7 separate regions of the Mus musculus genome follow, and regions 2, 3, 4, 5, 6 and 7 are each linked to region 1. Evidence: chromatin contacts called from public ChIA-PET and HiChIP or PLAC-seq data. All regions are on one chromosome and are shown on one strand. The core of a region is the stretch at or near the end of the contact, and the rest is flanking DNA. Distances in the headings are between cores, read along the strand shown. Region 1 holds the start of Dido1 (death inducer-obliterator 1). Region 2 holds the start of Tcea2 (transcription elongation factor A (SII), 2). Region 3 holds the start of Uckl1 (uridine-cytidine kinase 1-like 1). Region 4 holds the start of Dnajc5 (DnaJ heat shock protein family (Hsp40) member C5). Region 5 holds the start of Tpd52l2 (tumor protein D52-like 2). Region 6 holds the start of Lime1 (Lck interacting transmembrane adaptor 1). Region 7 holds the start of Lsm14b (LSM family member 14B).

What was found. ChIA-PET counts read pairs in DNA pulled down with a chosen protein or histone mark. HiChIP or PLAC-seq counts read pairs in DNA pulled down with a chosen protein or histone mark.
Region 2: an H3K27ac HiChIP or PLAC-seq map of embryonic stem cells shows a contact between it and region 1, with 4 times the contacts expected there. The contact joins the promoter of Tcea2 here to the promoter of Dido1 in region 1. A contact is called at or near these places in 1 of 115 datasets of contacts at active chromatin or transcription factors (embryonic stem cells) and 1 of 9 other capture datasets (liver).
Region 3: a contact with region 1 is called in an H3K27ac HiChIP or PLAC-seq map of bone marrow-derived dendritic cells, with 4 times the contacts expected there. The contact joins the promoter of Uckl1 here to the promoter of Dido1 in region 1. A contact is called at or near these places in 3 of 39 promoter capture datasets (the HPC-7 cell line, liver and neural stem cells), 3 of 484 Hi-C or Micro-C datasets (embryonic stem cells, erythroblasts and muscle stem cells), 8 of 115 datasets of contacts at active chromatin or transcription factors (bone marrow-derived dendritic cells, bone marrow-derived macrophages, double positive thymocytes and 5 more) and 3 of 9 other capture datasets (adipose tissue, liver and pancreatic islet).
Region 4: a contact with region 1 is called in an H3K27ac HiChIP or PLAC-seq map of embryonic stem cells, with 2.3 times the contacts expected there. The contact joins the promoter of Dnajc5 here to the promoter of Dido1 in region 1. A contact is called at or near these places in 3 of 39 promoter capture datasets (liver, neutrophils and pre-B cells), 1 of 484 Hi-C or Micro-C datasets (Sertoli cells), 4 of 115 datasets of contacts at active chromatin or transcription factors (bone marrow-derived dendritic cells, effector CD8 T cells, embryonic stem cells and 1 more) and 1 of 9 other capture datasets (liver).
Region 5: a contact with region 1 is called in an RNA polymerase II ChIA-PET map of memory CD8 T cells, with 14 read pairs. The contact joins the promoter of Tpd52l2 here to the promoter of Dido1 in region 1. A contact is called at or near these places in 2 of 39 promoter capture datasets (frontonasal cranial neural crest and pre-B cells), 1 of 484 Hi-C or Micro-C datasets (embryonic stem cells), 2 of 115 datasets of contacts at active chromatin or transcription factors (embryonic stem cells and memory CD8 T cells) and 1 of 9 other capture datasets (liver).
Region 6: an RNA polymerase II ChIA-PET map of memory CD8 T cells shows a contact between it and region 1, with 11 read pairs. The contact joins the promoter of Lime1 here to the promoter of Dido1 in region 1. A contact is called at or near these places in 1 of 39 promoter capture datasets (neutrophils) and 1 of 115 datasets of contacts at active chromatin or transcription factors (memory CD8 T cells).
Region 7: an H3K27ac HiChIP or PLAC-seq map of thymic regulatory T cells shows a contact between it and region 1, with 3 times the contacts expected there. The contact joins the promoter of Lsm14b here to the promoter of Dido1 in region 1. A contact is called at or near these places in 2 of 39 promoter capture datasets (cranial neural crest and pre-B cells), 4 of 484 Hi-C or Micro-C datasets (the G1E-ER4 cell line, embryonic stem cells, pre-B cells and 1 more), 4 of 115 datasets of contacts at active chromatin or transcription factors (epiblast stem cells, extraembryonic endoderm stem cells, regulatory T cell precursor and 1 more) and 2 of 9 other capture datasets (adipose tissue and liver).

The regions. Positions count from the first base shown.
Region 1 is chr2:180,700,643-180,703,967 of GRCm38.p6, reverse strand. Dido1 (death inducer-obliterator 1) reads left to right here and starts at 1,866. Exons shown (of 16, transcript NM_175551.4): 1 at 1,866-2,007.
Region 2 is chr2:181,678,800-181,682,124 of GRCm38.p6, reverse strand. Tcea2 (transcription elongation factor A (SII), 2) reads right to left here and starts at 1,828. Exons shown (of 10, transcript NM_009326.3): 1 at 1,650-1,828. The coding sequence starts at 1,718.
Region 3 is chr2:181,580,474-181,583,798 of GRCm38.p6, reverse strand. It overlaps Uckl1 (uridine-cytidine kinase 1-like 1), which reads left to right and starts at 1,826. Exons shown (of 15, transcript NM_026765.3): 1 at 1,826-1,943. The coding sequence starts at 1,831. Zfp512b (zinc finger protein 512B) reads left to right here. Exons shown (of 17, transcript NM_001164597.1): 17 at 1-1,696. Uckl1os (uridine-cytidine kinase 1-like 1, opposite strand) reads right to left here. Exons shown (of 3, transcript NR_027289.1): 2 at 3,171-3,325.
Region 4 is chr2:181,518,785-181,522,109 of GRCm38.p6, reverse strand. Dnajc5 (DnaJ heat shock protein family (Hsp40) member C5) reads right to left here and starts at 1,625. Exons shown (of 5, transcript NM_016775.3): 1 at 1,413-1,625.
Region 5 is chr2:181,495,373-181,498,697 of GRCm38.p6, reverse strand. Tpd52l2 (tumor protein D52-like 2) reads right to left here and starts at 1,556. Exons shown (of 9, transcript NM_001373959.1): 1 at 1,366-1,556. The coding sequence starts at 1,384.
Region 6 is chr2:181,379,692-181,383,016 of GRCm38.p6, reverse strand. It overlaps Lime1 (Lck interacting transmembrane adaptor 1), which reads right to left and starts at 1,782. Exons shown (of 5, transcript NM_023684.2): 1 at 703-1,782; 2 at 473-530; 3 at 314-401; 4 at 1-218. The coding sequence starts at 800. It overlaps Zgpat (zinc finger, CCCH-type with G patch domain), which reads right to left. Exons shown (of 6, transcript NM_001048148.1): 5 at 2,838-3,243; 6 at 2,224-2,642. The coding sequence ends at 2,504. It also overlaps a transcript of Zbtb46 not described here.
Region 7 is chr2:180,023,520-180,026,844 of GRCm38.p6, reverse strand. Lsm14b (LSM family member 14B) reads right to left here and starts at 1,858. Exons shown (of 10, transcript NM_001372364.1): 1 at 1,533-1,858; 2 at 47-210. The coding sequence starts at 1,659.

The DNA.
Region 1 (3,325 bases), core at 617-3,116:
GACTTTTTTCTAAATCTCCGTGAACACCAGAAGAAGTCATCAGATCCCATTACAGATTGTTGTGGTTGCTGGGAATTGAACTCAGGACCTCTGGAAGAGCAGCCAATTCTCTTAACTGCTGAGCCATCTCTCTAGCCCCAACCTCTCTCTTTCTATAGGCAGGTTGGCACAGATTCTGTTCTTCTGTCGACTCATCAGTTTGTGACACATGTGCACTCTTTATTTTTTATTTTTCCTTTGAGACTTCTCACAGTGTTTCCCTGGCTGTCTTGATTGGTTTTTATTTGTTTTTGTTTTGTTTTGTTTTGTTCTAAGTATTTCACTCTGTAGCCAAAGCTGTCCTGGAACTCAAAATCTTCCTGCCTCAGCATCCTCAGTGCTTGTAATACAGAGGTCACTACACCTGGTTACAAAGTCTGTAAATTGCTGGGGGTTTTTTGGGCTTTTTTCTGTGCTGCCAGTACCTTGTGCTCTCGGTATTGTGATGGTTGGTGTTGGGTCTCAGCTGTGTATGGATGTAGCACTGCCAGATAAAGATCTGCTGCAAATTGGACCCTGCTGTTTTTAAAGTGAAATCGAAGACTGGTGCTTTACTCTATTGCCCTCCGTGCAAAGCAGCTGGTGATTTGTTATCGGATTCTTCAGTGCTGTGCAAGTAAACGCATTTTATCTAAAGTTAGCTGTTACAGATTACTCCATGCCTAGCATGGCCCTAGGGTGGCTCTGGGTTCCATCTCCAGCACTGCACATAATAAAATGAACTGTAAGTTAAATGTTGGGTTTTAGTTTTTTATATTTAAAAATGTTTATTTAATGTGTATGAATGGTCTGCTTTTATGTATGTGTACATGCAGTGGGTGCCTGATGCCTGAGGAGGGCACTGGATCCCCAGAACTGGAGTTGTTTGGCCGCTTGTGGATGCTGGGAACTTATTTCAAGGGCAGAGTTGAGTAATCAGGGTAGGCTCCTCCTTGACTAGAATCTGAAAGGTGGTATTGAAGGATCTCACCAAGGGAAGCAGAAGCAGCCTTCTACTGTACTGAAGGAAGCCCCATGAGCTGTCATGTAATCTTGGGAAATGTTAGAAAGAAAACTACTCAAGACCTGGGCTTCTGAATGGAGCATTGGAGGCCTCTACAATGTGAGAGAGGCCTTACTAGACCGGAGCACATGTTTGTTACAGGAAGCCGAAGTTAGAGTCCAGAAGAATGGCTTCCTAGCGTTGTGTCTGTGTGCTTACATAAATAAGAAGCTGGTTGTATGGGGCAAAGCTGAGCGTCTATCCCGGCATTAACTGCCCTCAGAGCAATGTGGCTAGTGTTCACGTTGCGACCTCTTTCTGGTTTCCTTAAGTAATATGGGGGACAGTGAAGGAATATCACTGTAGTTAGCGCTAGGGGGGGAAATTCTTAAATGCCTTCGTGAGGGGACTGGGGGTGGGGCCCTTGTAGGCACGAATGCCTGGACTTTGGCTCCTGGTCCATTTTTAGGAAGAAATGGACGGGGCAAGGAGTAAAGGATAGTATGAGGGAGTGAGTCCCTGTAGGGCTGGCGCCCCTCCCCGCTCTGCACACGCCCTGCCATAGGCGAGAGCTGCAGGGCTTTGAGGTTTTCCTGGCTCCTTCCCACCGGAATCCGGTGCTGGTTTGTTCCGAAGCACCAGTCCCTGCAGACACAGAGTTTAAGCTTTTGGAATGCTGGGCCGGGTGCTGTTCAAGGATAGCTGGAGGAACCTTTTAGTGGCATTGGCTCCCAGCTTAGCCCCTTAGTTCGGGACGCGGGAATCTGTCAAGCGTGCCCGGCCAACCAGGCTGGCGCTCCGGGGAACCCGGGTGGCGCATGCGTGCAAGAAGGGCGGCACAGCCGCTCTAGCCTCGCCGTAGCTCGGTGGCCGGTCGATTTCTTCCGCTTGCCGCGCGGCCTACCACTCTAGGACGGTAGTCTCGCTGGTCTCTGCTCTATATCCGTGGTAGCTCTGGAAATGGCTGCGGGATCCCGGCGGCCGGGGTAAGTGACTCTGTACTGTGAAGGAGGGCGGAAGCCGTGTGGACCCGAACGGCACTTGGACTCCGGACAAGGTGGAGCGGCGCCATGCCGGCAGCCTAGTTCCAGCGAGCGGCGCCGATGGCGCCGAGAAAATGGCGTCGCGGCCCGCGGGGCCCTTTCCGGCCCCGGGCTGAGGGATCGCGGTGGAGCGCGCGAGGCCGGCCGGCCGGGCGGGCGGTCTGCGTCTGGTTTCTGCCGAAATCACCGGTTGTCTTGTGTAGTCCAAGATGGTCTGGGTCTGGGAGGCTGTGGAGCCCTTGATTCTGAGTCGGAGTTAGGGGCCCAGCCTCCCGAGGCCGCAGGTTCTCGACACTTGCGGTAGGGCATTCGTGGTAGGACGTGACTGGGCCTGGGCGCGAATTTGCGGGTGTACGAGCAGATATCTCATGGGGGACTTCGGGGAAGATCCAGCCTCAGCCCTGTGTAGGGCCTGGGCGTTGTCTGGGCGCTCATTGCCTCTTGCCAGTGTTGGTGGCCAGGTGTGTGTTAATGTAGATTGATCTCAACAGTGACTCTTGAGTAAGAGGCCCTGGGTTTGATTGGGAATGTTGTGTATATTTGATTTTCCACAAAAGGATGCTCCTTGTTACACTTGTCAGGCAAACTCAGTTGTGTAAGGATGACAAACAGCACACAAAAAAGATTGTGTAATTGATGACCCCTGCCAGCACTCATGACCAGCACTTTCCTCCTGCCAATCAGTGCATGTGTAGCATCATAATAGCTTGTTGAGAACGTGTGCTAGGGGACCTGAGGAGAGCTCAGGTAGGTCTTGAAGGCGAGGTGGGATGTCTTCCTGCCTTCTGTCGTTCGCAGAAGTTTTCTACTGTCAGAAAAGCTCTCTGTACCTCTTCTGGTAGGTATTGTCTTAATAGGCTAAAGAGTCTTAATTCAGTCAGTGCTGAGCACCTCAAGTAATGATTTCTCTTCAGCATATGAGTACTGTCTGTGCCAGGCTGTACACTTCTGTCAGCACAGCATGTTTTACCATGTTACACATCTGCCCTTCGATACTAGGTGACTTCGGTTTAACCCAGAAGAGCAAAGATTCATGTTGCACTTAGATCCTTACATAGTGATCCGTGTTGTAGAATCTGTTTCTTATGCTCAAGCCCCAACTAAGAAATTGTTGCTGAGTGGAGTCTCCTTTAAGTCTTAGATGACTGGGTCCTTTATAGAAACCCAGTAGTCTCTGAGGTTTTGTGTTGATTCGGTTACAAAGGTTGTGTGATTTGCAGCCAGTGATAGTGAGCTCTTTGGAAAGAGGAGGTCAAAGCCC
Region 2 (3,325 bases), core at 579-3,078, 980 kb before region 1:
TAAAGGTGCCAACAAGCTGTACAACCTAAGTTCAATCTCCAGAGCCCAAATGGTGGGAGGAGATAACCAATTTCCAGGGGTTGTCCTCATACTTACACACTCACCGAGATAACAAATGTAAAATAAATAAAATTAAATATACAAAGGGAAGTTTTTCTTAAAGCCAGCACCTACAAATCCCATAGTCTCACTTTTTATCTCTTTTCCAGACTGGTCACCACCCTCCTCCTAGGTACTGTAACAGAAAACCCTGATTTTCTTCCTCTGCCTAAGCTCTGTTCTTTGAACCTCAAGGGTAGGCAGGCTCCTCTGGTTCCTACCTTAAACCTCACTCTGCTTAAGGCTGCTCTTCTCTTTACCACTTCCAGGTTATATTCAAACACCTCCTTCCTACAACTGAGACAGCCTTTTCTTCTAACACCCAACACTATTGTGTTTGCTGTCCTCCAAGTTTCCACTATGAGCTCATTTGTCTTTATATGCCACAAAGAGGCAGAGAAAACCAACCCATCCAGCCGTGGTAGGGGCTGGGGCTGACCCTTCAATCTGTGTGACTTATCTGCTCAGGCTGCAGCCTTGTTTCATGGCCCTAAGTTAGTAAGCTGTACACCAATCAGCCCTGAGGTGGCTGACTTTGCTAAGAAGACCTGATCCTTGGAGCCAGGGGCATGCATCCACAATAGCCCTGCACTCCCATAATGAAAACCCAGATAAACCATCAGCTGTTCCAAGGAGCCTCTCTCAAGGACTACTGGAACCTCTGCAGGTTCCCTTCTCAACTGTACAGTCCTATCTGTGGCCTTCCATCCTTACTGGGTCTCCCTTTGGATTCCCATCCTATCTCTGCCACCCTTAGTTCCAAGTTTGTCATTTGTGCTTTCTCTTACCGGAAAGAAGCTCCAGCAGGGCCTCTGTAGCCCAGATGATTGCAAAGTGGGTTCTGTTTCCAGTGTAAAGGCTTATGTGGGCACTTAACCTACTTCCTGTTTTAGACCCCAGCCCTCCAACCCCTAGAGCAATCCTGCTCATCCCCAAAAGCTGTCCTGCAGCCTTCTACTTCAAGCACAGTCCTGGGGAGGCTGTACAGACTCATGACTCAGCCACTATCTGGGCTGCCCTCAGAGCGGTGCTGCGGATGCTCTAGAGTCACTCAGTCTTAAAGCCACCTCCTAAGTCCCTTCCCACCCACGGAAGGCAAGATTGCAGGTGCCATCATCCCCTAAGGATGCTCCTCAAAGGCTACGCAGGTGACCATGGTCGGAAGGCAGGCTGGACTGCCAAGCCCACACTGGCCAGGGGTCTCAACGCCACAGGCTCAACTGTCTGCCCAAACCGACTTGCTGTTGCCTGAGGCCTGACTAAGCAGGGGAAAAATTTATTAAGAGAAACCTGGTGCTGAAGGGTGGGGGGCAGACAGGGGAGACAACGGCTGGGCCAGGGACGCCCGCGGCCACCGCTGGGCGACGAACAGAGGGTAGCTTTCGGTCAACGCGGCGTCCATTGCGAAGCGGCAGTCCCAGGACAGGGTGGAGGGCGGGCCTGGGCAAGGGGTCTCGACTGACTGGGCTAGGTATCACTCTGCCCGAGGGTAGGCTCAGACGGTCTCCGCGGAGCGGGGCCCCAGGGTCCTGGCGGCCCGCGCCCCTCACCGCGTTCTTCCTGGTCACCATTTTGTCCAGCCTCCGGGCGATACGAGCAATCTCTTCCTCCTTGCCCATCACTACCTCGGTGGCGGCGGGTTGTGCCGGTTGCGCCGCCCGGCCTGACCTCGGCCGCCGCCGCCGCCTAGATCCGCGGTCCAAACCTCCGCCTGGCGGCCGCGTGCGACAGAATTAAAAAAAAAAAAAAAAAAAAAGAGTCCCCGCCCCCGGGACCACAACTCCCAGACGACTGCGCGGCCTGCGGCCTGCGGCCTGATTGCCCGCTGGAAAAGGTAGTTCCGCAGGTATCTCCGCCGGACCACGGCCCCACGTGCCCACCGAATGCCAGGGGGAGGGAGGACCTAGAGGAGGGAGAAGGACAACCCTACTGCGCTCAGGTCTTTAATTCAACCCATCTGAGCAGCTTGCCCTGGCGGCCGGTCGCGCCTTCACTAGTGCACTTAGATCGCCTCCACTTCCGAGAGTCACTCAGCTCACTCCACACACTTCACTTGGTACCAAGCCGAGTTTGGGGGCTTTCTTGGCGCTGCGCAGGTGGCCGGGACTCTGAAACGGTTTCTCCGCAAGAATTCAGGCTTTAGCCAAGCAATGTAGGCTCATGCCTTTTTAATCCCTGCACTCGAGAGATAGAGAGTCAAGCAGATCCCTGTGAGTTCAAGGTCAGCCTGGTCTACAGAGCTAGTTCCAATACATTCAGGGTTACACAGAGAAACCCTGTCTCGGGGGTGGGGGGTGGGAGTGGGGAGAACTATTCAGGTTCTGAAGTCAACCTAACGGTATAAACCCCAAGTTCTGCACATTGTTGTACGTCTCAGTCTCCCAACCTGTGAAGTGACAATGACAGAGGCTGCGATCAGGAGCCTCCGATTCATATTTTACACTGAGAACAGGGCAGGGTACTGAGGCAATCCGCTACTGAGGCATTACCTCAGGAAGACCCTAACCACGTCCAGGAAAGGGAGAATGGTGCTCTGCTCTTCTTCTGTCCTATACATGGTGGCAGGTGTGCTGGTACTAAAAGTCAATCTGAATTTTTTTGTACCCAGGAGGCCAGAGTGCAAATGACATACACAAATGACCTAAGCTGACCGTTTTAATCAGTTATGACATCTTTACCATAAGAAAAAGGCATGGAACTTCTTGAAGGCAACAAAGCTTTTCCAGAGGTGCAGTGATGGCTGAACCCAGCTCTCTAGTTTCATACCACCTCTCATTCTGCCCTTTACTGAGAGCTGGGCCCTTGCTCTAAGCTAAACCCAACAACAACAACAAAAATTCTGGGAAAGGGAACCCTGTGTTTGAGTACTGAATTAATGCTTTCAGGACCCTACCACAAGACAGGCAGTAAGAGAACCACAGGACCTTCAGCCATGCTGTGTTTGGCTGATGACTTGACCCCATCAAGGGACTGCCTACTGAGTAGTCCCAGCTCTGACTGGTCCCAATGATGAGCAACAGCAGCCTGTAGGTGGCAGGAGCCACCCACAGATCTGCTCAAGAACAGGCTCTTTCCTGAGGAAAATCCAGTAGATCACCAGCAGGGGAGCTATGTCACAAGAAGCCAGATCAAAGGTGTGTTCAATCCTGAGGGGTCCTTACTTGTGGGGTTGGTACTCACCAGCCAGATATTTCCACATTGCAACCTTAGAAAATTCCAACTTTAG
Region 3 (3,325 bases), core at 577-3,076, 880 kb before region 1:
GCCTCACCCCTTTCTTTAAGGGGCCCTGAGGCTAACAGGGTCTGCAGGTTGGACAAGGCCAGGAAGAGACATCTGGCCTCCTTCCTGGTTCTACCTTCTAACCCTATCCCCATCTCCCAACCCTGCTGTGAGCCACACCAGGAGAAGGCTGGAGGGGGTTGGAACGAGCTTTTTATAGTGTTGGTAGGGGTGGACTGAGGTCTCTGCTTCTGATCCTGGATGATGTGAATTTTGATATTTGCCTCTGTGTGTCTCCTGGATGTTGTTGATGCCAGTCTTGTTGCTGTGACAAGTAGCAACCTTTTTTTTTTCTTTTTTTTTTTTTTAATTCTGGGTTTTTTTTATACAAAACTCAACAATCTTAATGTCATGGTGCTAAGGGTTTCCTGGTGCCGAAGGTATTGCTGTGGTACTGACTAGCACCTGCCCCCAGCCTCAGCAGGGAGCGTTTCCAAGAAGGCCAGCTCCAGGGAGATTTGGGGTGAGGTCCTTGTACACATGTATTTAGAAAGGCTCTGACTCTGGGCAAGGTAACCATGGCCTGGTGTGTTGTAGGTGTTGAATGGACTCTCCAATTCCTACACACTTTGATGTGGTCAGAGGTGGCTACAGAGGTGGGTATGATCCAGTGTCAAAGGGTAGGCTGGGGCTTTGGAGTGGTTGTGTGCAACTGTGGAAGGGAAGGGGGCCAAAGTGCACTTTTCACAACACCTCTGTGGGGTGTGACCATCCACCCTAGCCTCTCAGGTACTTGGCACTTGTAGGGAGAAGTAGGACCTGGGTTTGCTGGGGGCTGAGTTTTCCAGGACGAACCAGAAAGCCCATATACAGCCTTGCTATGGGACTGTTCTGGGTAACTTGATGTTAGCACTTTAACTCAGTCTTTGAGGTCAGTTTTGGGGCAGCTGTCAAAAGCTGCAGTTGGATAGGTACCAGCCTGTGGTGACTGGTAAGTAGTGGCAAACTAGACTGTAAAGCTCTTCCATGGTGGCAGGGCTCATCGGTCTGCCCACCTCCCTACTATGGCCCAAAGGTAACCACCAGCCTACACAGATCCTCAGTAAGAGGGACCATCATGGCAGAGCTACAGAAGGTGGGTGGGCATAGACTTAGAGGGCCAAACCAACCCTGGGTCCTTGGCAAAATGCAAAAGTCAGGGTCTCTACAGATCTACCTCTGGCTCAGCGCTTGCCCTGCCCTAAAAAAACAGAAGTGCCAAGGGCAGACATTTCATGCAGAACCAGGGTGCACTTTATGTTCCTGCACAGGCAGATGATGGTGCCTCCTGGAGGCTTTGGGATCTTCCTGTCCCTATGGTGGTTCTGAAGGGAGAGCTGTTCCCCTGTTGGGTGAAACCCAGGTCCCTTGCCCTGGAGACCTGGTTTCCCAGGTCACCCCACATACCTGACTGCAGCGCCTCCTAAACTTTGGGTTCCTTGGTTTGGTTATAATGCAGTTCTCATTACACAAGTGCATTTCTGGCTATCACTTGTAACCATAGATATACATGCATATATATTCTATCTACAAAGTGTTTTATTTGCAAGATGTTTTGAGGTGAGCTTTGGTCCTGCCCGCCTTGTGGTCATCTGTCCTCATCCTCATCCCCTGGCCCGGAGTGGTGCGGTGGTGGGCCATCAACTATGTATTAAAGTCACTGTATCAAATAAATGTTTATTGATTTTTTTTTTCCAGGGATTTTGTGTGGCTGAGTTTGTGTTGAGGCAAAGGTCATTCTCGGGGCTTGCCGCACGGCCTTGTGGGGATTGTAGTCCGCAGCGTGCCTGCCTCCCGGTGCGCCTCCCCGGCCTCCGCCAGGTTCGGGACGCCATGGCTGCGCCGCCGGCCTCAATGAGCGCCGCCCCTTCGCCCCTGCAGTCTGCTGTGGCCCCAGACGTGCCTGGCCGCCAGGCCGAGCAGAATGAAACGGCGTGCGAGGACCGGTAGGCGCGGGCCTGAATAAGGCAGGGGCCGCGCTTGTCTCTTGGGAGGGGTCGGAGCACGGCTTGCATCTCTTCCTAGAGCCGGGACGGCTCCCGGCATCTCCATAGATGGGCAGCTTGATCTCTACAGCCTTGTGGATCCTGGACAGGTTTCGGCGGCTCTCCAGCGCCCTGGGGCCTCCTGGGCTATGTGTCAGCCACCCCCTGCCAGGGAGAGGGAGGTGGCAGACGACCTGGAGGGCCCCAGCGGACGGAAGGCGGAACTGGCCCAAGCTCCAGCTTTTGGAGGCACTGAGAATGGAAACCTGTTTGACATCTTTAGCGTGGGTCTCTGTTCCTAGTGGGTGCGCACTTGGCTCTGGGCCCCCAGCTGGGCGGTAGGCGTGTTCGACCTTCTGAGTTCGTCGAAATTGAGCGCAAAGTTGCACCTGGCGGCCAGTGGTGCTTGTGAATGTAAGATGGGGTGGTGATTGCCACCTGTCCGAGAGTTTGGGGGCCTTTGAGACTTTCGAGGCTTTCAGGAGAATGGAAGGGGAGATAAGGGTCCTTGTAGGAAGTAGGAGACTTAAGGGTCCTTGTCTTCACTCGGCCTGATCATCACTTGTAGCAACTCTAGGTCGTGGCCGCCAGGGGGCAGTGACCATGCTTGGAAACTGCTCGTGACACCTCTTCCGGTCTGTATGAGTCAGTTGAAGGCCAAATGTCTTCCGGCTTTGCATGCCACAGTGCACCGCCTGAGAAGCTGTAACCCCGGACGCCTTTAGAAAGTGAGGTGCTGGCAGTGGATGAGGTGAATCCCAGCTAGTTCACACACTCCAGGCATTCTGACCAGGAGTCAGACTTTGTGAGGCCGTGGCCAAATTCCTCCTCCGAAGGTTCCTGGGGATACACCTTGAGAAGATACAAACTGCCCTGGTGCCTCAGGCACTGGCAGCAGTAGGGGAGGGAGTCGCTGGTAGACTAAAGCCCAGCTTGAGGTTTCTCCTATTGCCTTTCCCAGCACCTGGCTCCCTATCTGCCTGCCCCTGAGGCCTTTTCCTTGGAGTTGTCTGACCTTAGCCAGCACCGCCATTGGCTTTCATGTCGATATGCAAAGTGGAGATGGATTTGGGATTAGAGAGTGGAGAGAAGTTAATAGGTACTCACCCAGAGCCTTGGGGGGGGGGGGGGGAGGCAGGTTGGCAAGTGAGGCCATGAAAGCCTTTAATCCCCCAGTCCTATGTCTACCTTGTAAAAATGGCTTTGATGACTCTGAACCGCCTTCTGCCTCTTGCAGGAATTCCACAGTAGCACCGGGATGGGTTGCTTGACTAGATTTAACCATAGCAGAGGGATCTTGAGACCTTTCTTTGGTGGTCCAAGTGATGAGCCTTCCTCTCTTC
Region 4 (3,325 bases), core at 376-2,875, 820 kb before region 1:
AAAGGGTAATAGCCTAGCTGCTACTAAACTCATTTCCATTCATTCCGTAAGTATTTACTGGGCACATACTATCTGACTATCCTAAACAAAACAAAACCTTAACTAAAAAACAATGTTAAATATGTTAACACAGTAAACGAAGAGTCAAGTGCTGTATACAATTAAGCAAGGAGGGGAAAAGTAAAGCAGAGAGTCTAACATTCGACAGTAGACTAGTTACAGCAGTACACAGTGGAATAACAGAGGAGTAGAAACGAAGGATATCTCACATAACAGGAACATGAGAGTGGTCATGAAAAAAATGTCAAGGGTTGAGCACTTAAATTGGTTAAGAGACTAGCAAGGAGGCTGCTGGGGCAAAGAGATTGTGCGGCACGGTGCTTAAAGAATCCAAGGGCAGGTACCCTGTTCCCAAACCCGAACGAATTTAGAGGCTCCACTGGCTCCACACTTGCGGTCCACACACACAGGGCCAGCCTAAGTATGAAAATACTGATACAGGTAACAGATTCGTAACACATATTAAGTTAGAAACTGCGGAAAGTCCTGGCTTTTAATGTCACCTAACAGATCACGCTTTCCTTAAAGAAAGCAAATAAATGAACAAAATTATCCTACGATTAGAGTTTTGTCTTTAGGCAACCACGACAATATATGGGACAATATAATTCTTTGTGTTATTAAGTAGCGTTTTGATGTTTAAACAGACAAACCACTAGCAATTGAGACACACTGCCTATAAAGGATGAATGATCAGCTGAGCGTCCAACAAACGGCGACCCAATTTCCCCAAAGTCCAATCTGAAAACAAATTAAAGCTACCTTTTGCATTATTTTTCCGAAGATGCACTTAATGAATTCGGAGAAATCATCTCCTAGACACAAGGAAAAACAAGTCTTTAATCCAGCCATATAACACAAGTTGGAGCCTAAACGAATGAGTCCCTAATTCTCTCCCCAAAGAGCACGACACAAAATCGCCTCTTAAAATGTCGTCCCTAGGTATATAAACTAGGGGTTTTTTTATACATCAAATGCCTTTGAAATTTACAACTATAAGGCAATTTCTGCGTCCCAGAATGTGAACAAGCCTCGGAGCCTTTACTGCCCGCCTCCCTACACACCAGTTTCTGCGTTCCGGGAGCCGCGGAGGCGGCCGCGCGTGCGAACCGGAGTTGGCCCGGAAAGCCTCGTCTCCGCGCCGCCCCGCCGTGCGCAAGGTCGAGCAGGGCCTAGTGGTGCCCAGGGCCGGGCTCGCCGCCGCTGCTGAGGGTCGCCGCCATTTCCGCTGCGGGCAGCTTTCACCTCCTGCTGCGGCGCCCTCGCCCCACTTCCCCTCCCCTTTGCCCGGCTCCGGCAGCTTGAACCCCGCGGCCCCACCTAATTTGAGAGCCACTGGAGAGTGAGCTCACCTGTCGGCACGCCCGCCGGTCCACCGGTTCCGCGGCTCCGCTTTCCGTCCCGGGGCAGTGGTGGGCAGCCGGCCGGCCTACTGCTCGGCCTGAGGATCCCGGGCGGCGACAGCCGTAGCAGCGGCAGAGGACGGCGGAAGCAACACTGGCGGCAGCAAGAACGCGCACGCTCACTCACTGGCACGCGCGCCCCCGGAAAAAGACGTGTGTTCTGGCAGGTCAGAGCTGGCTGCGCAAGCGCCTAGAACCCAACACTGAGGCCCCGCCCATAGTCGGAGCCAATGTGGCAGCGCCGCACGAAAGCTCCGGAGCTCCGGTAGAACTCGGTCCCCGAAAGGTTGCGCCCCAGTTGACGATCACCGGGAAGGGTTAAGGTGGTGGGCGGAGCCTGCAGCTACTAAGCCGGAAGCTACAGCCCGGGAGCAGAGGCAAGGCCTAGGCTTGCGGGTTCGCCTCTGGAAGGCAGGCAAGTGGCACTCCGCGAGTAAAACTGCTCTTCTTCCAGTTGTTTGCTCAGTGCTTCATATAAGCCTCAAAAAATTTATTACTACTTACCAAAAAACTAGAGAGGGAGACCTTCATTTTCGTCTCAAGGTACTGCCTTGGGACTGACATTTTCGTTCATCCCTGGAGACCACCCAGAAAAGACTTTCCTGCCTTTCTTCCCAGTCACTGAAAAATCAACCGCCATTATTTAGCGATCCTTTAGGAATCGTCTGCAATGATATGCGTGGACGGTTAAGGACTTTTCTTCCCACTCTGTCTCATACAATCCTTGTTCACTCTGTTCACTTACTAAGTAATAAACCTAGTGACCCTTGCCTACTTACGCTGTAACAAACAATTTCAAGTGCTGTGCTTTTTTATTCCAGAGCTACCAATCTTCCTGGCCAGTGTTCCTACAGCTTTACTTTCATTCTTGCCTGCCCACCATTTTTTCTTATAATCTTTTTGGATTATAATTACATCATTTTTCCCCTGCCTCTCTCCAAACCTCTCATATTCACACACACACACACACACACACACTCACCCTTTCAAATTCATAGCCTCTTCTTTGTTGTGATATAGCTCCTAAATATATAAATACAGCCTATTCAGTCTGTATGTTAAGTAGGTATATGTTTTCAAGGCTGATCATTTGCTATGGGAAAACCAATTTCTATGTTCTTCCCTAAAACTGATTATTTCTCCAGCTCTCAGAATTCCTTAGTTAGCTAGGATTGAGGCCCTGTGCGCTTTCTCCCTTACACCATGCTTAGCTGATGTTGTCCTTGCTCAGGTCAGTTAGGCAGCCATGTTGGTTATGTTACTTCACGGATGTAGCTTCTCTGACATTTTAAGGAGATAAATCTTAGAGCGAACTGTCTGGTCCTCTGGTTGTTGCAGCTTTTCCTCCCCTTCTTCCACAATGATCTCTGAGCCTTAAGTTCAGGACTTGTGGTGGAGTTCTATCTGTGGGGACTGGGCTCCACCAATCTGCATTCTGATCAGTTTCAATTTCTGTAATGATCTCTATCTGGAGAAGATGTTTTCCTTGATGAAGAGTGAGAACTACACTTAACCTATAGGTGTAGGGATGAGTATTTAGGATGTAATTAGGGACTATGCTGGTTTAGCAACGTGATCCATGACTTCACTAGCCCCAGATAGTCGCCTAGGTTTCCAGGATCAGGCGTGATTTCTCTCTTATTGAGCAGGCATAAAGTCCAATTAAACAGCTGTTGGTTAACCAACAAGATATATGTGCCACTATTGCTGTCTGTCTTCAAGTCAGCTTTCAAAAACAAAGCAGATAATACTTAAGGCCTCCCATAACGCATTAAATAAATTCCAATCTTTTCTAACAGTGTCTTCTCCCTTCATCTTATACCTTTTTGCACGCTGGCTGAATTTGAATTGGCACATGTTCT
Region 5 (3,325 bases), core at 307-2,806, 800 kb before region 1:
GATACCAGGCCAATTGCTTGGAAGAGGTAAACCTCTTTATAACTGAGGCTCCTCGAAAGGACACTTTCCAACCTGTTGAGCTGCCTGCAGGCTGTGTATTGTGTTCAAGGTTCTCAGCTTTGTGAACTATCACCCAGGTTGGGGTGGAATTTGCTGTTGCGACCATCTTTGGGTCATTTCTGCTCCTGTAAGTAACCCCTTGCCCATATCCCTGTAAATAACCCTAATAATGCACATTACTTCACTAAAGTAGACTTTGGTGGTATCTGTACCTTTGGTCTGTTCTGAGTTCCCTAGCTGGGATGAGTAGATAGATGTGTGATGCATCTTCCAGGAAAGGTTTTTTTTTTTGGGGGGGGGGTTGTTTTTGTTTTTCGAGACAGGGTTTCTCTGTATAGTCTTGGCTGTCCTGGAACTCACTTTGTAGACCAGGCTGGTCTCCAACTCAAAAATCTGCCTGTCTCTGCCTCCCAAGTGCTGGGATTAAAGGCGTGTGCCACCACACCTGGCTTCCCAGGAAACATTTTGTCACACAACAATGACTGAGTCACATCCTTAGCAGTGTCATTCCAGGGACCAGAATCTACTACTTAAAGATGAAAATAAAACAGTAGATAGCCTTCTGAATTTGCAAATTCCCTTCACAGTAGAAAAAAAAATCCAGAATGTATAAAAACCCAAAATTCTAATGCTTAGGTAATGTGTTAGTGCAAGCCAAACAGTAGAAAGGTTTTTTTTTAATTTAGCCAGTGTAGTTAAGTAAGCATCCCCAGTGTACCACCTTCTCAAGATTTTAATCTCCTGAGCCTGAACCACACTTCTCCGTAGCAACTCCTTACTGGCCTCAGGTGTCTGTTTTGGCAACAGATCTGGTGTTCTGGGTGTGCCCCTGACTCACTCAACCCTTCTCCCTTGAGAATCTCTAAGTAGGCTACAGTGGCGTTACCACCCAAGAGGCGCTGCTCCAAACACAAGGATAGTTGCACCGCCCCTTCCCCGTAGGGAGCCGCCCACAACGTCTCCGCAGGAGCCTAGCACCAGATGTGGTATCCCCTACGGCCCAACGAAAGATAAAGAGCTGCAGAGCCAGCGAGAGGACAGAGGGTGAAGCGCATTAAGGAGAAATGTCTGGAGTTATGAAACTCTAGGAACTGAGAGGGAGCCGAGGAACGCCGCTTCGCAGTGCTCCGAAGGGAGGCCGAGGCGCCAGGGCACACACAGCAAGACCATCGGGAGCCTTGAGGTCAAGGGCCTCTTGGCCGAAGAGAAACAGCGGATTGGTTTGGCAGAGGCTGAGGGGGGGCCGAGTCGCGACTCGGAGGGCGGGAATGCGGCACAGCCCCTGCCCATCCACGGTGCGGGTACCTTGGCTAGCAGAGTCCATGTTCAGGCGGCAGCTGGGTGTAGCTGGCGTCGGTGCTGGGATCGCAGGTCCTACAGGAGCCCAGCCCCGAGGACTGCAAGCTGGCAGCTTCGTACACACGAGCCAGTGGAACTGTAGGGCCGCAGTCGCTTACGTAATCAGCGACGCGCCGCCTTCCTTCCGCTCGGGTTCGTACTCCGCCTTCTTCCCGCCCTCGGTGAAGTAGTGTCCAATAAGAACGTCTTCTGGCCCCACCTAAGACAAATCTTTCAATTTGATAGGTCAGACTGCAGCGAAGCAGGAAGCAATGCTTCTAGTCTGGTTCCACAGTAAGATTCTAGGGTGAAAAAGGGCAGAACAGCTGAAGCTCGAGGCATGGGTGGTTCGGATTGTGTTGCAGTTCGCCGACTTCCCACCTTTAACCTCGGCTGCCCACAAGACTTCTGACTTTGCACCTCGACAGGTCAAACTCAGGCCTATGTACTCCCCAGTCCCCTGTCAACCTCTCCCCACCCCCTGTAAATTCTTTTGGTTTTTGAGTCAGGTTGCTTGCAGCAAAGGACGACCTTGAATTTACTGTGATCTTCCTGCGTCCACCTACCTAGAGCTAGAATTACAGGAGCAAACCATCACAGCTGATTTATACCGTATTGGGGATCGAGAATTCAGAGCTTAATGCATACTGGGCAAACATTGTACCAATTAACTTGCTTTTGCAACCTCTTTATGGAGACTTTTTATTGTCTAGGGAGTGCACTAAAAGTGTAGAGAGCGCGATTCGTCTTCTTGCCCTGCAGGTGCCGCTGTCTCCAGCTGGATTCCCACACTAGTAGGCCAGCTGTTTGGGGGCTGCTGGGCGGCTTGTATTCTGGTACTGGAAGAGTTCACACAGCACTGAACACCTCAGGGACCTGTTGGACCCTCCAAATAACTGAAGCCCAGCCCAGTGTAAGCACTCCGGTATTTTCTCACTTTCTTTTCACAGCATCAGGTGAGCCAGCACTGGCGCCCCCTCCCAGTTTACAGATGAGCAAACTGAGGCTAAAGTAAATTTCCAAAGATCACTCCAGAGCTTTGAGGTTCTTTTTTTTTTTTTTGATTTATTTATTTATTATATGTAAGTACACTGTAGCTGTCTTCAGACACGCCAGAAGAGGGCGTCAGATCTCGTGATCAGATGGTTGTGAGCCACCATGTGGTTGCTGGGATTTGAACTCCTGACCTTCGGAAGAGCAGTCGGGTGCTCTTACCCACTGAGCCATCTCACCAGCCCCGAGCTTTGAGGTTCTTATGGTTTTAGTGTGTCAACACTGACAGGAGAACAAGAGTGCCCCCCCGCCCCATTCCAAATGAGGAAGTCGTGACCATTGGGCAACTCTCTGCTAAAAGCAAGCCTTCCAATTTCTTTTGGCCCTTAATATTTTTCAGAAGAAAAAAAATCCTTAAAACAATATTCCCCCTCTTTCAGAATTGTCCCACCTACAAGATTGAATTTTCAGGGCTGGTTAGATGGCTCAGTAGTTAAGAGCATTGACCACTCTTCCTGAGTCCAATTCCCAGCAATCACTTGGTGGCTTACAACCATCTGTAATGGGATCTGATGCCCTCTTTTGGAGTGTCTGAAGACAGCTACAGTGTACTCATATACATAAAAAAGGTTGAATTTCCCTCTCCAGCTAGGCCCCAGTGAGTACTAGTTCCTAGATGCTTCCCACTACCTGTTCCTTCTCTGGCTCTTCTCCCTGCACGTGTCTTCTTGCACAGGACTAGGTGCTTCATTGAATGTGACAGTATCCTGTTCAAGGCTGTCCACTAATATATCTTCTCCATTTACCATTTTGCTTAACCCAGCCTGGTCAGCCCCTGCCCACAGGGCTGGAAACCACAAGAGCATTAGTCCCTTCTTCATGTAGTGAGTGACCACAGTACAGACAGTGGAAAGCTGAACATCTGACATTCATT
Region 6 (3,325 bases), core at 533-3,032, 680 kb before region 1:
AGGGCTAGCAGCCAGGCTGGCCCTGGGAATTGCAGCCAGCCCCACATTGGAATAAGTGGCCTCAGAGCTAGTAGAAGGTGCAGTTGCAGGAGCAGCAGGAGGGGCCCTGGGCAGCTGCCGTGGTGGGAAGGCAGAGTTGGGTACCTGAGACCTGGTGCTGCCCCTGGACATCTCTAGCCAGCGTGGATGCAGAAGATCCATGCTAGCAGGCCGTGGGGCTAGGGATGAAGTCAAGGCAGAAGTCACTGAGGGGCCAGCTCTAGTGGTGGGAGGCTGAAGCCAGCCCTACACTTATGGTTTCCCAGGAACTCACCTATGCTGGAGCGTGGGCCTCGGTGCAGCTCATGCAGTCTGGTGTCAGACTTGCTGAGGGAGCAGAGGTGGGTCTGTCTCAGCAGTGGCTAGGGAGCAAGGAAGGCTGGTTGATTCCCTGCTGTCTTCACCCTGGCCCCTGGGACAGTCTGGCACTCACCATTTCCACTGGTACCAAACTGTCCTGCAGCCCAGTTTGCTGCCTCTGAGCTCTCTTCCTGGGGGCAAGAGTGTTGTTAGTCTAGTAGGCAGAGGAAGGTGCACAGGTAGTCAGATGCTGGCCCAGGCTCAGTGTGGAAGCACATATAGAGCCGTCATATGGACTTCTCTATCGTGACTTCTGGCTCTGAACCATGCAGGGTGAGGGCAGACAGAATCCCAGGCACATACCTGTGGCAGGCTGTGCACAGTGCCCATAGCCAAAGGAGCAGGGAGAAGCAGCCCAGGACCCAGAGAGCTAGTGGGGCTGAAGGCACTGGTGGCCTCATCCTGTGAAACAGGGAAGAGAGCCCTGGGGACAGAAGAGATGAGCACTGGGGGCTGGCTGCGAGAGCAGTGTACAGCTGCAGCCTACTTGCAGATCTTGCCCACTAGTGGGTTCCTTCTCCCTGGTTGACTCAGCACACCGGAAACCCCCAAGCCTTGCATTTTTGCCGTGCTCTAGGGGGACCCACCTTTCCCTCTCTAGCTAGGGTTCCTGGTAAGAAGTGCTCTGCCTATCCCTGTTAGTTATCAGGAATGGAGATGGAGATAGAGGAGCATGGCCAGGGTAGCTATGACCTCAACTGAACAAGGGTGTATAACTGGAGCTCAAGCCCATCACCTGGGGAATCTCTGACTTCACTCTGACTCTGAGCCACAGACCACAGGTCTCACCTCCGGCCACCAATGCCCACAGAGTGACCCCTGTGTCAGGCAATCTTCCTAGACTACTCACTACAGAAAGGGTGGGTGGGGGAGGTGTGTGTCAATGAACAGGAGGAGCTGCTATGAGGGCCACGTACTCCCACCCTACTCCACACTTCCCGGGGCTCTGGGGCTTCCCTGGAGTTACCCTTTGCAGAGCTGATTAGGGTCTCACCCAGACGTTAAAGGTAAGTAAAATTGGGGTGAACAACAGCCTTCTGAGGTGAGGGCCTGTCTGTTCAGGCTTGGAGTGTAGGCTTCTTTCACTGAGTGGGCCCAAGCTGACTAACCTGGCTACAGCCAAGTTATCAATGGCCTAACCAGGCAGGGACTAACCCTCCCAGACCCCAGAGCATGGAGAGGCTTGGGGGCTGGCCCAGGATAAAGGGTGAGGGAGCACTTACCGAGGCCACCGGGGATTTGCTGCTTGGCCCTGTCTAGGACAGCCAGGAAGATCTTTGTGGGCTGCTGGTGACGCCTCACCTCACTTCCTGTGTTTCTCAGAGCACCTCCCAGCAGCCACACAGCTCTTGCGCAGTTGCTCCCACAGTCTCTGCTCTCCTCACACCTCATCATGGCTAATGCTATCACTAGGCAATTACCACAAAGACCAGCACAGTCCCCTCCACCCCAATGAGGCAGATACCCATTAATGAGGTGAACAAAGCAGGTGAACTGGATGGATTATCGTGGCAGCCAAAAACCAGAAATGAACCCCAAACCCACCCAAGCCAGGTCTGCCTGCTTTTCTCACTGACTGTATTCCTAAGGTGTTTCCATCTCACACACCCTACCTGCTTGTGAGTACTGGGACTGAAGAGCCACCTTAGGTTCTTACCCACTTGGTCAGAGAAGGGAAAAGGGAGAATGTTTTTCTCTTGGACTCTTGGACCCTAGACAGAGGCAGTGGCCTCATTTGGTACTCCCACTGCCCACCTGTCTACTCCCAGGACCTACACAGATCCCTGTGTCCCCAGAAATCCTGAAGCCAGCTGAGTCTCCACTGAGAGAATTGTGATGAAATCACTTTAATGTCCTAAGGAGACACCCCAAGACACTGGTAGGTGGGCTTGGTGGGCAGATAAGTGTTCAAAATCAGCCCTGATGTCCCACCTCTACTCAGCAGTGTTCACACTCTAGGCTGACAAGGCTAATTAAGGGGCATCCTAAGAAGGGGCTGGTTCCTCTTCCAGGTGCTGTTTAGGCATCAGGGTGACAGCTGTCTTTCTGCCAAGGCAGTTTGGAGCTGGGTCCCAGGGCTCTATCCACAATACAGGCAGGGCCGCTAGAACTCTGTCATCTTCCTGTGAGTGTCTGCCTTCCGCTGTTTCCTCTGTAGGTCAGCCTCCTGAGCACGCAGCTGACCCAGCTGCCGCTGGGCTCCCTCCAGCTTCTCCTGCAGATGGGCTGTCGTCATATTGTGCCTAGGGAGAGCCTGCTGGTCAGCATTGCCTCCTGGCTCCCCACTTCCAAGCCCTCAGCTGCTATAGCCAATGCCTGTCCTCTAATATCTAGACCACCTCAGACTCAGCTGCTACTCAGGTCAGGTAACCTTTAGCAGGTATCCTCTGGGCATAGCCACTGGAGCCCATACTGCCTCAGCTGGATCCCACACATACCGGCCAGTGTTCCGGGTTAGGGCCTCCTGGATGCCCCGGATGTCCCGTTGGGTCCGCTCAATCTTCTCCTCAGTCTGGAAGAGCTGCAGGCTCAAAGCCTGCTTGGCGCTCTTGCTGGCGTGATACATGTCTTTGTTCCTTCTCTCTGGGGTATCCACCCCAGCATCTGGGGTCCCAGGAACCTGGCTTTGCAGTTTTTCATTCAAAAAGTCAAACACATTCCGGGGGGGTGGGCGGCCCTCAGGTCTACTACCACTCCTCCGGCATTTTGGAGGCCTGTTGGACCCAGCCTGGCCTCGCTTTGTCTTCTTCTGCAGTATCTCTGCACACTGGTCCAGTGATTTCCCTCTAGGCAACACTACAGCATGGATGGGCTCCACCCGGCCTTCTGCATGCCGGCCCAAACCTGAGAAAGACAGAGGCTGTGCTACCTGCTAGACCTTGAGCTGTGTTAAGGACTCCCTCTCAACTCAGGGCAGCAGGCACTC
Region 7 (3,325 bases), core at 609-3,108, 680 kb after region 1:
AGCCTCTCTTGTAAAGGCACAGCCACACAGAAGCGTCGACACTTACCTGAACAATAGCAGGATCCTGAGGGAGTGTATGTTGAGCTTTTGGAGGTTCGCACACAGTAATATCCTTGATATCACTTCCCCGGAAAATGATGTACTCATAAATTTCCTCTCTTGGGGGAGCAGGCCTGTCTGTGGGACGGTCTTCAGTACCAAAGGACCTCACTTAGGGGTTGAGAAAACGACAGTTAACTTGTTGTCCTGGGCCAAGCTTCTGACTACAGAGAGTGCCCTCTGACACAGCACTCTCTTCACAACTAACAGCTACTCGAGCTCGCTGACAATACCTATACAGCACCATGTGGCAAAGACCACAAGGGACAGTAGTTCAGGAATTGACATGAGAATTCCCGTAGAATCCCAAGCTTCACAAAGTTCCCTGATAATCTGTGAAAGCCCTCTGATGGGCAGAGCTCTTTGTAGAACCTCTTTTCTCACATCTGACTTTGCAGATGGACCCTTAGGCCCTCATCACAAGCTGCAGCTGAGGAGATTTTCTGAGGCAAGCACGAAATCTCCCTAGCCCTGGTACAAAGAACAGGCCATGGTTGCTGCAGAAACAAAGGGAACAAATCTCCAAACTCAGACCCCCAACATTAGTTTCTATGTTCATAAGGAAATCCTGGACCCAACGGACCCTCGACAGGATGGATCTAGGAAGGCTAGCACACCTCTCTTTGGCAAGACTCCTGGGCTGAGCTGAATCTGGTGGCAGGCTTTAAGTAGCAAACTCCTATTGTGGACAGGGGCCTACTCTGGGTCTGGTTCTCCAACAGGGGATCTCACGTCAAGTGCAGCATGAAGAGTTCAAGAGAACAAAAAGCCGGAACCCTGAGCCCTTCACTGCAGCACCAGTCTGGGTCTGTGCGCCTCGCTTCAAATAGGAGGTATGGCTAGGGTTTAGGAGAATGGCCCAGGACTGCAGCATGCTGGCTTCAGATTGGCCTCGAACCTCCCATCTGCACCCTCGAGGGTCTAACACGTTAACCCCGGGCGGGCTGCGGCGCTCACGCTTCTGGAGAGCCGAAGGAAACAAGCGCCCCATTTAACGCGGAGAAAGAAGACAAAGAAGCTCTGGGCCCTCACGCTGCCGCGACTAGCGCACCGACTCTGGACTTCTCTCATCAAACCAACCCCTCAAGTGGACAGGGTCGGGAGAGTTCAGAGCAGGACAGCCGCAGTTCAACCGACGCCCTAGCTCGGCGAGAGGCTGCACCGCGACTCGACGGGCGGTGGCTACCAAGGGGTTCCAAGGAGAGCGCGCCGGACCCGGGCCCCCCGCCTCGGCGCGCGTCTCGCCCCGCGAGGGCGTCTCGCAGGTGGGGAGGTCCACGGCTTCAAAGCCGCCCCACCCCCCGACACCGGCAGGATCCTGGTCCGCTCCTCCCACAGCCCCCGCCGAAGCGGGGAACACCATTGTGCGGGCAGGCGCGGGGCGGCGAGCTGTTGGGGCGTCAGTTGGGCGCGCGGCGGCGGCGGGCCGCTACCTTTGGCGAGCGCCACGGTGGAGTTGTCGGTGTCGATGGTGTAGAGGATGCCCTCATAGCGGATCTGCGCCTTGGAGATGAGGCTGATCTTGCTGCCCAGATACGGGGTGCCGGACGAGCCGCTCATGGCGGCGGCCGGGGCGCGCAGGGCGCGGGGGACCAGCGCCGGGCCCCGCCCGCTCCGCTGCCGCGCGGTGGCCTGGCCTCCCACTCCTGCGCAGCTCCGCGCCGCCGCCTCCGAGGCGCCTCCTGCCGCGCCTAGGGGCCTGCGGGCCACGAGCGAACCGGAGAGGGAGCAGAGCGAGGCGCTTAGCCCGAGTCTGAAGGGAGCGGGGGAGGAGCGCCGCCGCAGCCACATCCGGGGCCTCCCGCCACCGCGCGCCGCCCCCGTACGCTCGCAGCCTATTGGCTCCTCGCTGCCGGCTCCCTTTAAATATGGCCGCGCCGCAGGCGGTGGGCGGGGCCGCGCCTGCGCATTTGGAAGCTGCCGGCCGGGGACCTGCCTCTCCGGGTCTTCCCAGCCGGTTCCCGGCGGGCCTCGCTCACCGCTTCGGGGCCTGAGACTGAGCGGGCGGGGCGAAGCGCGCGTGCGCGGGGCAGGCGGGAGGCCACTGTTTGCAAACTCGGGGGCGGGGCGGGGGCTGGACCTGGAAGAGCGCCAGGCTCCTCCCTCCGCGCGTGCCGCTGGCACCCTTCTGGCCCAGGTGTTAATAGGGCGGAGTTGTCAGTCTTCCTTTCTTGTTTGTTGGAGCTGGACCCCGACAGCGCCGGGCCAGGTGCGTCTTCAGTCCCGCTTGCTCCCCGGGGCTAAGGAACCGGCAGGCGGGTGCTGCTCAGTTCTGCAGCGCTCACGGCGGGGGCGACCCTGAAATAGAAAGTGCAGGGGGAGCTCGGGGCAGCCCTGCGCTCCCAAGCCTGATATCCCTAAAATAAGCCCTGACTGTTTTGGGTGACTCCCGCCCGCGTGCGCGCGTCCTCAGACTGCGGCCCAAAGCCCAGCCCGCAGTATAAAATTGGGAGATTTCCCCCTAAATCGCTTCCCATTCTTGCGTTGCTGACTCCGCATCATGCATAGCGGGTAACTTTGTATGTATGAGCGCATGCTAATTTACAGTTAGTCTCCACCATCAGATTAGAGCCCAATATTAGTTACTATGAGAAATTTGGTGGCGATTGGCATTTTATAAACGTGAAATAGAATGAAAGAGGAGATAAGGGAACATCCCATATAGTGAAAACAAGTACTGTTTTGTGAAACAATTTCTCTTAAATGTGAGCCATAAAACGTACTTCTTACTGTAGTGACATCAACTTACCACCACTGCCGGAGGATGCTGGGAATAGTTGTGAACAATTTTAAATTTTAATATTTTCTTATTCGGTGCATGTGCATGTGTGTCCGTGTGTGCATATGTCACAACATGTGTAGAGGCCAGAGGACAGTTAGGAGTTCTCTGCTTCCTGGAAGCATATGGGTCCCGGAAATGGGTATTCAGGGGGTCACACTTAGCAGCAAATGCATTTACCCGCTGAGCCATCTTGCTGAGCCTGTTTTTTGTTTTGTTTTTTTGTTTTTTGTTTTCTTTTAGTTTTAGTTTTAGTTGTGACAGGGGTCTGTCTTACTCTTAGCTCAGGTTGGCGGGGAACTGACTGTGCAGCCCAAACTGGTCTCTAACCTCCTGCCTCAGTCTTCTGATGTGCCAAAATTTTGAGAATGAGCCACCACACTAGACACCCATAGTGGGACGACTTCCCCCAGTTTACAGAAGCAGAAACAAGCATAGTATGTGGGT